Linked DNA regions of Rattus norvegicus: region 2 is linked to region 1. The links are chromatin contacts, called in public Hi-C maps. All regions are on one chromosome and are shown on one strand. The core of a region is the stretch at or near the end of the contact, and the rest is flanking DNA. Distances in the headings are between cores, read along the strand shown. Region 1 holds the start of Isg20 (interferon stimulated exonuclease gene 20). Region 2 has its middle 45 kb from the start of Abhd2.

The links. A called contact is a pair of places that touch in the nucleus more often than the background predicts.
Region 2: a Hi-C map of mammary epithelial cells shows a contact between it and region 1, with 4 times the contacts expected there. The contact joins the enhancer-like site here to the promoter of Isg20 in region 1. A contact is called at or near these places in 5 of 12 Hi-C or Micro-C datasets (the A7r5 cell line, Schwann cells, frontal cortex and 2 more).

Annotation. Positions count from the first base shown.
Region 1 is chr1:142,236,250-142,242,929 of GRCr8, reverse strand. Isg20 (interferon stimulated exonuclease gene 20) reads right to left here and starts at 2,871. Exons shown (of 4, transcript NM_001008510.1): 1 at 2,858-2,871; 2 at 2,329-2,579; 3 at 242-442. The coding sequence starts at 2,556.
Region 2 is chr1:142,578,430-142,584,732 of GRCr8, reverse strand. No RefSeq gene overlaps it. Among named protein-coding and RNA genes, the nearest start is that of Abhd2, 45 kb to the left of the region's middle. Within about 2 kb of position 2,217, at least 3 of the 93 cell types and tissues checked have an H3K27ac peak or open chromatin away from gene starts, as enhancers often do.

The DNA.
Region 1 (6,680 bases), core at 1,622-4,121:
GGTGGGACTGACCTGCCCTTGGGAGGAGTGGGAGCACGGGGAGGAGGGAGAGGAAGATCCTCACTTTTAGAATCAGGGAAGGAGAGGGAGGACTAAGGGAGAAAGCAGGAGGACTCCTTGCTTGGAGGAGGAGAGGAGGAAGAGGAAGGGCAGGTTACTCCTTACCTGAGTGGGAGGAGGGAGGGAGAGAGAGAGGAGGGAGAAGAGAGAGAAGGGTCACAGGGGCCGGGAAGCTCCTCACCTGGATGCTCTTGTGCAGCAGGCGCTTGCACAGCAGCCTCAGGGACACACGGCTGTAGCAGTGCAGCTTGGCCTCGTGCCACAGCAGCATGTCTGTGGACGTGTCGTAGATGGTGTATTTTCTCATGTCCTCCTTCAGGGCACTGAAGTCATGCTTCAGGTCATGGCCCACCACCAGCTTGCCTTTCAGAAGCTGCAGGATCTGTCCAGGAAGACAGGTTGTCTCACACACTGTCCACCCTGGGTTCTCCAGGCCTGGGGATTCCCCCTTCCCCATAGTAGCCACTCCTGGGGTTGCTAATTGACCTTGGGCAAATCATCCTTCGTCACGGGTGGGAAGCAGGGCCCGAAGCCCTTCTCAAAGCAGTCTTAGTCTGTGAGGATTCCTACCCTGGGCTGCTCCCGTGGCTCATGGGATGGGCCTTTGTGAACAAACAGCACGCAGACTGCATCCTTTAATCTCCTTGGCAACTCGGCTGTGGCGGGGCACATCATGACCTCCTGAACGCTATCCCGACCCCTCTGAGGAGAATCCGTGACTACATCCCTAGATCGGGGATGGGGTTGGGGCGGGGCAAAGGTGCATGTGGAACTTACATTGTTAGCCAGATGATGGTATTTTAGAAAGGGGACACTTCTGCTGGGATTGTAGCTCAGCTGGGACATTCTAAGATCCAGTCCCTGACACTGGACAGAGAGGATGGGACAGCTCCAGAACAGGTCCCCCTGATCACAGGGCCCTTACTCTTGAAGGCTAGGGGTTCTTTATGAAGAGAATTTGTGTGCTGTTGGTCATTTTGAATATGGAGGAAGGACTAAGGCCAAGGTGTCCCAGCACCTCCGGAAGCTGGGAATGAGCCTGAGGAGCCAGTCTTGCAGATTCCTTAGCTTTAGTCCCATTAGGCCTTGAAGAACACTAAGATAATAAATCCACCTCGTCTTAACACATGAAGTCGGCGGGTCGATTCAGAGGCTACAAAAACTAGCTCCGTTAGGAAGGAGGCCCGACTTAGCAGGACCTTACAGAGAACAATGGAGATCCTCAGGAGTGAATGATTGTGCCCAAAGTGCCTCTGACCATTGTAGATATTTGCAAAGACCGTAGTAGTCCTCTTTAAAGATTGATAACTAAGACTGGAGTGTGGGTCAACTGGCAGAATGCTTGCCTAGCATTCAAGGACCTAGGTTCTATCCCATATAAACCGGGTACCATGGCACATGTCTGGAAGCCCAGGATTTGGGGCAGATGGAGGCAGAAGGATCAAAGCCAGCCTGAGCTACATGGGACCCTATCTTAACAGTAGGCAAACAGAAGATGGGGAATGGAACTCCCATGGCTGAGAAAACCCTGAAGGAAAGTCATGCACGGAGAAAAGCCTAGAAAAATCCCGTAGGGCGGGCAAATATTACACCTAATTCCTGCCCACTGGCCCTGACACACTGCCCCTCTACCTGTCCCTGCCAACCGCAGATGCATCAGTGTGACAAATGCTACTCATGTTCGGGCTATTTGGGGGTGTTTTGCTAAGCACCATCAGGGTACTGGGATTTCCACAGCGGGTGGGGGTTAGTGGCAGAGGCTGGTTGCTTGTTACGCAGCTGATGAGCCAGCCTGATCCAGGCATCTGGCAGCCCAGGAGGAGGATGGACAGCCCTTAGCATGGCTCAGCTCCGTGTCCTACATGTCTGGAAGACATACTCACAAGGCTGAAGGGTAAGAACCTTGGGCTTCAGTGACCCAGAGCACGTAGTCTGGGAACACAGTCTCCTTCAGCCAAGGAGCCTCTGGCTGCTGCGTCAGAACTAACTCAGCCTCAGAACATCTCCCAGGCTCACCAGAGCAGCGTAGCATGGAAGAGAGGGGACCCAATGTCCCCATCGTAAGACCGGAAAGCTGGACCAGATAGACGCTCCAAAGGGGAAACTAGCTAGCTGAGGGCTGTGACAGGGAGACCCGGAGTTCTCCCCTCAAAATTGTGAGGAATGTCTCACGGGAGAGTCGCAGACCACAGACCTCAGGAAGGAGCTGAGGAGGAAGGAGGGGGTGTCTGCAACCTCTGCTGACTTGACTCATGGCCCTTCACTCACCTCTAGCCTGGCTTCAGCAAATGGCGTGGCCCTCGCCATGTGCTGAGGCGTGATCCCGCTGACTTGGGTTCTGTAGTCCGTGATCTCTCCCTCAGGCTGGATGTACTTGTCATAGAGGACTGCGCTGTGGACGTTCACAATGCTGCAGCGGGCGAGGCCACTCACCCTTTGAGGCCCGAGCCCCACCATCTCACAGTCCATGGCTACCACCTCTGGGCTGTCTGCCATGCTCCTCAGACCCTCAGGAAGTCCTGGAGGATGGGGAGGTGGGGGGGGGTGGGGGAGAACCAGGGTGTCAGTCAAGAACCAACAACCCTCCAGGCATCCTGCACCACCCTGCCAAACTACACCCTGAGCCCTGCCCATTATCTCCAGTGCCACCTGGCAACAGGCAAAGCTGGCCTCTTGCCAGCCTTCAGCTTCTCTGTGCTATAGGTCCCAGAGTTTGCTGATCCTGTCTGGCTGTCCCACTAAGAAGCCCCCTTCCATTGCCTCCCAGTTTGGACGCCGATGTGGTACCTGCTCTCACCTGTCCCAGTGCCCTGGGTTCTCTTCTGCCTCTGTTTCTACTTCTCAGCTACTTTAGTCACTTTGGGAAGTGACTCATCAAGCGGAGCCGTTTTAGTTTCAGTTTCTGGTTCATTATCAAGGGAAGTTGGGGAGTGGGGGCAGGCCTAGTAGGCTGGGCTGTTCCATCTCCTCAAGGCTGACAGGTAAGGGGGCTGGCAGGTTGAGTCAGGGCTGTCTGCATCAGGCTGTCCCTCCTCTGGCTCTGCCCTCCTCCCTTTCAGATGACGTGGACAGAGTGGATTGCAACATCTTTCTTTGCTTTTTCACCCTCCACCCAGAGAATAAACATCTCCGGAATTGGAGCCTGGGAAATGTCCCACAACTTCTGGGACCTGCTGCCAGTGTGCTACGCTGTGAGGTTTTCTGTGGGCAGAGCATGCTGTCCTTGAGGCACCGGTACTGGGAAGGGCAGGAGGGGGTTTGGGTAGGAGGGGGTCTAGTCGTTGGTGGCTTCTACCAGTTTAGTGCCTCGCTGGACCGAGACTCCACCTGGGAGAGTTTGACAAACAGCACCAGACTTTGAGAGGGCCTCAAGCCAGGCTGTTCTTCCTACAGGGTTGTAGTCTCCTAGCCTGGAACTTAGAATCCTTAGAGTGGTGCCTATTATTAGGTCCAAAAGGAAAAATCCCAAGACCCCACCCCCCCACCCCATCCAGAAAAGGGCAAGCCCACTGACTTTGTCCAAAATGACAGTCTGGGCTCAGCTCAAGCTAGACTATAGGATTTCTGGGGTACAGATTAAAGTTCTCAAGCAGTATTCCTCAGAAACGTGTCAGGTTTCTGCTTGTCAGAATAGTTCTGTGGTTACATTTGACAGCCCATGCTGGCCTCCAGACTCCCTCAGTACCTATTCACATGCACCTGTTCTGCACTAGCCTCCGGAACCTTCTTCCCTCCGTGACTCCTCCACTATGCTAGCTCCCAGGCTCTCTCCATTTTCTTTAAGACCAGCAATACCCCCACCCCACCGGGCTTCTCTTGCTATTCTCTTCTCTAGCTCCTCCCTCCTATTTGCTCCCGTGAGATGGCCCTGTTCACTGGCAGTCTGCTTCTTTCCCTCTCTGCTCTGGACTCTTCTAGATGCCCCTGGCCTTTCTCCTATAGCTACACTAAACTCCCCTGAACATGGAGCCGCCTGTTGCTTACACCTACCATGCAGGGAACGTTCAGTATTCTACTAAACAAACTGAGCTACGCATGGATCAGAAACAGACTCAGCTCTCTAAGAGGAGCGCTCTTAGAACATGTCAGGATGAGAGTTCCAGGGAATGTATGTAGATCTGCTTTCCGCTTTGCCCCTCGGGGAGGCAAAACACAGAGGCGCTAGGCTACGTTCCTTTCCGCTGGGGCGCTGGGCTTGTGGGACACACAGCTCAGGGGGGTAGGAAATGAAACCTAAGATAGGGGTCCCAGCCCATTTTTTTTCTGGTCAGAAACTGGTTCTCAAACTCCCGGGAATGGGAACTGCAAGAGTTGAAGGGGTGGGAGGCGGGGGCGGGGCACAATGAGCCTGGAGCCAGAATGGCTTAGCTTCAGACCTTCGCCTGCAGGAGACTTCAGCGAGGCTCTGTAGGACAAAGGCTTGCCCCCTGGGAAGCCTCGATGAAGGAAACTGTCGTTGCTTGTCCAAACTGTTTATTCATGGAGGACGTTAGGGATGCCTCATCTGCCTTCGTGTGGAAGGACCTCAGCTGTTGTCCCTTACGTGACTGATTGTCACAGTCCTCTCAATGGAGTGTCATGTTCAGTCGGGAGTAGATTTAAACGCCTACGGGTCTCGATTATGAGAATTGCTGGGTTTCCTGAATCTGCTTGACCTTACCACGTTTTCTGTCTGGTGGCATGGTCCACTGCCCCACATAGATAGTCTATGTATTTGCTCAGATCTATATAGACTAACAGCCCTCAAAACCATGAGACATTAACAAAGACTTGTGGCTTGGATAAGAACTTCCCAGATGTCTGACTTTAAGACTTCAAAAGTTAAATGTTTGGGTTGAGGGTGTAGTTCAGCATGGTAGAGTGATTGCTTAACATGCAAGAAGTCCCACGCTTGATGTCTAGCACTGCATTAACAAGATGTGGTGGTTTAGCATATAATCCTGATACCAGCTGATGACACCAGCTGATGGGGATAGGAAGATCAAGAGTTTAAAGTCATCCTTAGTCATACAGCAAGTCCAAAGCTAATCTGGACTACTCTGAGACCATGTCTTTTTTTTTTTTTTCAGCAATTTCTAGGCAGTTTTCATCTGTCCCACTGTCCCTTCCTTCCAGTCTCTGTGGCACCCTCTCTGAACTATGGCTTCTTCTCGTTTAAACCTGAGCTCTGGCTTTGTTCTGGGGCTTTATTGGGTGCCTCTTCCCAGGCCTAAAGGTCTCAAAAGCCTCCTTCAGACCATTGTTAACCATTTCCTCAGTGCCAGGACCAGTGACTAGACTTTAGTGGTTCTCAACCTTCCTAATGCTACAACTATTTAATACAGTTCCTCATCTTGTGGTGACCCCCAACCATAAAATTATTTCTGTTGCTACTTCATAATTTTGCTACTGCTATGGATTGTAATGTAAATATCTGATATGCAGGATATCTGATATATGACCTCTGTGAAAGGGTCATTTGACTCCCCGAAGGGGTTACGACCCACAGGCTGAGGACCACTAGAGGAACCAGTTAGGCTCCCACTCTAGGTGGAGTCCTGCAGCAGCACTGTGAAGGTGCCTTCTCATATGTTCATGTCTCAGGGTTTGGCATTTGCGGCCCTGTTTCAAGAATTGCTTTTCTGGGAGTAATAAAAAAATGTTTACCTTCTCCTTACAAAGTCCAACAAGCGAAAGAACAATTCTACCAGATTACAACTTGGGGGGCAAAGAATTCATTTGGGCTTACTTATAGAGCGTGGGTGAGAGGCTACTTACAGAAGCCTGGAAAGACATTAAAACAAACACACTGGTAAGTCTTTGTCCAGTGTGGGTGGTGGCATCCCTGTAGCCGCTTAGCGGGAGCACCAATCTTCCCTTGTTTATAGACTTTATCACTGCCTAAGCCCCCCAGATCCCATGCTGTTAGGACAGAATTGCATGCAAATGGTTGAGGGAGCAGCTGAAATCTCAGCTGAGGGCCCAGAGACCCTCCCAGCTACTCCCCCTGGGAGGGGCTATCAGTAGTTCATAACTGTAAACAGGCACAGCTGATCCATAAAGATAGAGGCGATTGTTTGAAGAACAGGCTTCTACACCTGCCTGACATTCTGGAAAGCGCACTCTCATCTGCCTGGCAGCTCCCCCTCCAGGCCGCTCTGTGTATGTGCACCTCCTGTCTTCTTAATTAAATGATTATCTAATTGTTAAGGCAGTCTCCAGCCCTCTCCTTTTCTATACAAGCAGTTATACTGTGTATTCCGTTTGCTCTCGTGTGGTTCCCCAGAGCTGGGCCTCAGCTCCCAGAACCCCGTCTGAATTATGCTGAACTTCTGTCCAAGTGTACAGTGTGTTCTGTTGGACCCAGGTACTGGTGATTAACAGCCCTCATGGAGAAAGCCCTGACTCCAGCTAGCAGGCTCCTTTCCAGCTTCACCTGACAGCATCAAACACGCAAGCCAAGTCCACAGGCCTTGATCAGGCAACAGCAGGAGTCACTCAGGGCAAGCTTGTCAGCCTTCCAAGGACACATCCCATCAGCAGCTCACCCATCATGCCTGTAGCTGGCAGGAGGCAGCTTTTCAGATGGCTTTTTCTAATTCCCACTGGGCGTGATCACACACTGGGAGGACAGTCCATGC
Region 2 (6,303 bases), core at 968-3,467, 340 kb before region 1:
CCTGAGAGAGGGCTACTGTTCCCCCTGCTGCTGCTGCTGTTTTTGCTGCTGTTTTCTTGATTGCTAGTGGGAGATACCTTGACGACAAATATTGGACTTTCTCCAAGGAATTCAGTGACCCTAGTCAGCAGGAAGTAATCTAACGATATCAATACCTCCTTTCCCCCTAACCTTCTTTCTCTCCTACCTAGTGTTGGGGGTTCGGAGGGATAATGGTGGTAGGGAAAAGAACCCAATAAAGTAGCCAAAAGTATACTTACAGACAGGTAGCAGATAGCAGAACTTGTGAGTGGCGGTAGGGAGTGTCCTGACATGGGCAAATTAGAGTAGCATATGTTTTCTTCAACCATAGAGGGCAGGGGTAGCCATGCTGGGCAGAGGGAAGGCAAGGACCATCAGAAATCCAGGAAGGCAATTTTGTGGAGACTGTCTTCATGTACTTGTTTTTGATATATGGTCTCATATATCATGTATGTAGCCCTGGCTGTACTAGAACTCACTTATAGACCAGGCTAGCCTCGAATTTGGAGATCCACCTGCTTCTGCGTCCCGGGTCCATCTTCTAGATTTAAAGACATGAACCACCATTTTTTTTAAAGACAGGGTCTCTCACAGCCTAGGCTGGTCTCCAGGCAACAATTAGCACTGTTTTATTCCATTCTTTACTGTACTGGGGATTGAACCCAGGGCCTTGTAAATGCTAGGCACTTGCTCTACCACCAAGCTATGAACCTTTTCCCTCACTGATTTAAAATGTCTGAAGGTTGAATTCATTGGAGGGCTGCAAGTTTACTGTCCTTGGGGTTTGGTTTGGTTTGGTTTGGTTTGGTGGTGGAGATAATGAGCCCACTCCCCAAGGACACAGTCTACCAGCTCAGCCCTCTGTGCTCAGCCCACATCTCCTCATCCCTGACTTTCAGCTCTGACTTGACAAGACAGAAACCCGGGGTCTGAGAGAGTGTTCCCCAGACAACTTGCCAGGTTCTGAAATTTATCTAAAGAAGAAATGATGCCTGTCTGGCAGGATCCGTCCTCAGTGAGGCCCGAATCCTAGTCCTGCTTCCAGGCTGAAGTTCTCAGAAACTCCCTGTCCCTTTTTATGAAACTCAAGTCAACGTTTGTTCATTTCCAGTCATGTGGGGTCAGACTCAGTTTTTGAAATTCCTCCACAAGTCAGTACACCTGTGGGACTTTGAAACAACAGCACAGCTGTTGTTGTCCTCAGCCATTTCCCTTATTTTGTTTAAAACCAACCTTCCTTCCCTCCCTCTCTTCTCCCGCCATGGTCTTCTTTGGATTTTTTTTTTTTTTTGAGACAGGGTCTTGCTATATAGCCCAGGCTGGCCTTCAACTCACTTATGTAACCCAGGTTGGCCAACCCCTGGCTCTTTGTGTACTGGGGATGTGGGTGTCAAGAACAGTCACAGACCCTCAATCTCATCTTTCCCTGAAATACAGGTCAGGTCGTGACCCTTCCCCTGAGAGACACCCAAGCATACAAAGTCCTACCCGGGCCTTAGGAAAACCTCGTAAACTGTCTGCTCACAGCATCCACAGCAGGAAAATGAGAGCTTTGAACTGAACGTTGCCAAGGTGTCTTCCAAGATGAGGCTTTTGGGTGTGTCCCTTTGGTAATTGTTGGGAACTGTAGACTCTGAATCTAGAGAATGTGTGATTCTGTGGCTGCCTGGCTTGTTATACACCATCCACGCGGGCTCTGGGAACCAAGCTGCCATCCACGCAGGCCCTGGGAACCCAGCTGCCATCCACGCGGGCTCTGGGAACCCAGCTGCCATCCACTCGGGCTCTGGGAACACAGCTGCCATCCACGCGGGCTCTGGGAACCCAGCTGTCATCTACATGGGCTCTGGGAACCCAGCTGCCATCCACGAGAGCTCTGGGAACCCAGCTGTCATCCACGTGGGCTCTGGGAACCCAGCTGCCATCCACGCGGGCTCTGGGAACCCAGCTGTCCCCTGCCCTGCAGCGAGTGATCTGAACTGTGGAACCAGCTCTCCATCTTGTCCCTCAGCCTCCTTCTTCTGGAGGACACTACTCCCCAGTCTCAACTAATGGCTTCCAGATAGATGACAAATCAAATTACCCCGACTGGCTTGGTTGGGAACAGGGGTGAGTTGGGGGTGAGGGTGCACTTTAAACCCACTTCTGCTTTGTTTTCAGTGGAATGGGGAAGATGTCTCTTCCTCTTTGGCAGGGGGCCCGAAACTTCAGCCCAGACTGCCTGAGGTCATGTTTTCTATCGTGCGGAGAAAGCCCTTCTGTGTAGCTGAGAAGGAAGGCCATAGGCAAAGGAAGATCAGAGACTGGGGTGGAGGCTCAGGGGAGAGACATTTTTCCTGTCACTGTGGTCCTGGTGGTAGGTGGCTCTGAAGCAGACTCAAATTCAGCTCAAATCTGCCCTATTTAACTGTCTACTCTTTGGACCAATGACTAATTTTGTGTGTGTGTGTGTGTGTGTGTGTGTGTGTGTGTGTGTGTGTGCACGCATGCGTGCGTGCATGCATGTGTGTGGTCGGGTGAATGTTGTTCTAGGGATTCAATCCAGGACTCTGGACATGCTAGGCAGGCGCTGTACCACTGATCCATATACCAAGCTTTCTTCTTATTCTTTATTTTGAGACAAGGCCTCATTAAGTTGCCCAGCCTGCTTTTGAACATACTATATAGCCCAGGCTTGTCTTGAGTGTGTGGTCCTGCCGTAGCCTCTTGAGGAATAGGGATCACCACAGGAGGGCCTACCTTCCATCCTCCTTTGGCTATTTGCTGAAGTGAATTGAAGTGGACTTATATCCAGTGGAATGATACTCATTCTGATTTCCACAAAGACGAGAGGCATAATCTTAAACCTTGGATTGAGTATGTGTTGTGTATGTGTCAAATGTAGCTAAGAGATAAATCCATGAGGATATGTGTACTTGTGTGTGTACATGCATATACAAGTCAGAGATTGACATTACATGTCCTCTATTTCTTTCCATACCATCACCACTACCACCACCACCACCACCACCACCCACACCACGACCACCATCACCATCATCATCACCACCATCACCACCACCACCACCACCACCACCACCATACACCACCATCACCACCCACCACCATCATCACCACCACCCTCACCACCACCCACACCACCACCACCACCACCACCATCATCTATCATCACCACGACCACCATCACCATCATCATCACCACCATCATCACCACCACCACCACCACCACCATACACCACCATCACCACCCACCACCATCATCACCACCACCCTCACCACCACCCACACCACCACCACCACCACCACCACCATCATCAATCATCACCACGACCACCATCACCATCATCATCACCACCATCATCACCACCACCACCACCACCACCACCACCATACACCACCATCACCACCCACCACCATCATCACCACCACCCTCACCACCACCCACACCACCACCACCACCACCACCACCATCATCTATCATCACCACCATCATCACCACCACCATCATCACCACCACCATCACCACCACCACCACCACCCACCACCATCATCATCACCACCACCACCATCATCACCACCACCCTCACCACCACCCACACCACCACCATCACCACCACCACCATCATCAATCATCACCACGACCACCATCACCATCATCATCACCACCATCACCACCACCACCACCACCACCACCACCACCATCCACCACCATCACCACCCACCACCATCATCACCACCACCCTCACCACCACCCACACCACCACCACCACCACCACCACCACCATCATCAATCATCACCACCATCATCACCACCACCATCATCACCACCACCATCACCACCACCACCACCACCACCCACCACCATCATCATCACCACCACCATCATCACCACCATTACCACCACCACCATCATCATCACCATCATTTGTTATTAGTCTTGAGACAGTGTCTCTCAAAGAAAGTGGAGCTTATGGACTACACTCCCTAATCCTAGGGTTGCAGAAGCTTGAAGCCACACCCAGCTTTTTACATGGTCTGGGGATCAGAACTTGGTCCTCATACTTTTTCAGGGTGGTGGTTTGGATAGAATGGTCCTATAAGCTTAAATGTTTGAATGCTTGGTCACCAGGGAGTAGAACTCTTTGAAAGGGTTACAAAGATTAGAAGGTGTGGCCTTGTTGGAGCAGGTGGGGCCATGTTGGATGAAGTGTGTCATTGGGTTTGAGCTTTGAGGTTTTGAAGGCCCATGCTAAGCCCTGTGTCTCCCTCTCTGTCTCCCCCTCCTCCCTTCCTCTCCCTTCCCTTTCCTCTCTTCCTCTTCCTCTCCCTCTTTCTCTTTCTCCTCACTCCCCTTCTCCCTTTCCCTCTCCCTCTCTGCCTATGGTTTAGGATATATCTCTTAGATACTTCTCTAGCACCATGTGCTGGCAAGTTTTATGTCAACATGACACAAGTTAGAGTCATATGAGAGGAGGGACCCTCAACTGAGAAAATGCCTCCAAAAGATCAGGTTGTGGTCAAGCCTGTAAGACATTTTCTTAATTAGTGATTGATGGGGAGGACCTGGCCCATCGTGGGTGGTGCCATCCCTGGGCTGGCAGTCCTGGGTTCTATAAGAAAACAGGCTGAGCAAGCCATGAGTTACAAACCAGTAAGCAGCTCCCCCACCCCCAGGCCTCTGCCTCAGCGACTGTCTCCAGGTTCCAGTCCTGTTTGAGATCCCGTCCTGACTTCTTTTGATAATGAGCAGTAATGTGGAAGTGTAAGTCAAATAAACCCTTCCTCCTCAAGTTGCTTTGGCCATGGTGTTTCTTCACAGCAGTAGAAACTCTAGCTGAGTTCACACAGTGAATTTTTTTTTCCGGAGCTGGGGACCGAACCCAGGGCCTTGCGCTTGCTAGGCAAGCGCTCTACCACTGAGCTAAATCCCCAACCCCCACACAGTGAATTTTTACCCACAGAGTCACCTCTCAGCTCCATACTTCGTTCTTTATGTTTTACTACGATCTCCTTCTTGGTCCTCATTTCTTAGGGTCCTCACAATATTCTAAGGCTTTTTTTCAACATTGTTTTTATTGATTCTTTGAAGATTTCACATCATGCACCCCAGTCCCACTTACATCCCAGGCCTTCCATATCCATCCTCCAACCTTGTGACCTTCCCTCAAGAGAAAAATTGAAATAAAACAAATCAACCAACCCATCTTGTCTACCCTCTGGCCATGACTTGCTCCTCTATCGATTGCAGCCATACCATACCAATCACAGCTATTGATCTGTAGTTTCTCCATGTACTTCTACCATTCCGCTCCTGTGTCTTTTCCACCTCTCCATGACCCATACGTAGTTGCACCAGGGTCTGCAGTGTGTCCCACAGTACACCCTTTTGCCCAAACAGCTTTATTTGTGAAGGTTCATTGCAACTGAGTGATTGGTCTGATTCGAGGCCTCTGGCTTCTACCACACCACCACTACTGGATCCTCATCAGGACTTTTAGTTATCCTGCGGCTGCCCAGAGTCATGGAGATCCTATGGCTATGGCTCCCTTTGCGATTTCCAGTAGACCATAGGTTCGGATAATTTCCATTTTTCCTGTCTCAGTCTCCTGAACGCTAGGACTACAGGCCTATGCTACCAGGCTGGCTCACTGAGACATTCTTATACATGGTGTAGACGAGGGTACCAATTAGAGATTGACAAATCCTTCTGCCAGGTGGGGGGGGGGTCCGTCAAGAAAACTGAGATACATGTGATTCCTCGTGAACCTTACCCTAGGGATTTCAGTGAGTCTCAGAGTCTAGGACAGCACATCTGGGACTTTCCGTAATGCTCGGAGCTCTGGACACTGAGCATGGATTCAGTCAGAATTGTCTGCTCGACATTAGAGCCCAGGTGGCCTGGGGCCAGAGGAGCCCACACTGAAGGCCCTTGGAAAGTCTTGATGCTTTTTGTGAAGAAGTCAGGTATATAGGGAGACACACACTCACATACACGTGAGCCCAAGGGTGTTGTCAGCCCACTGCAAAGACTGTTTTATCTCTTTATGCAACAATTCAAAACGATTTTCTCAAGCTGCATCTATTAATGGCACATTTACTACCATGAATGTTTCAGGAGAAAAAGGGGAGAAATGTGTGAAGGTAAGATATTCTCAGTGCAGTAACTTCCCCAAAGGCTCTTCATATCATAGAGCAGAGTGAGGGTCTAAAAAAAACGTTAGCAGCCCAACTTGGGGCACTTAATAAAACTCCAGTAAAAGTCAGAGGTTCCCGATAATAAAC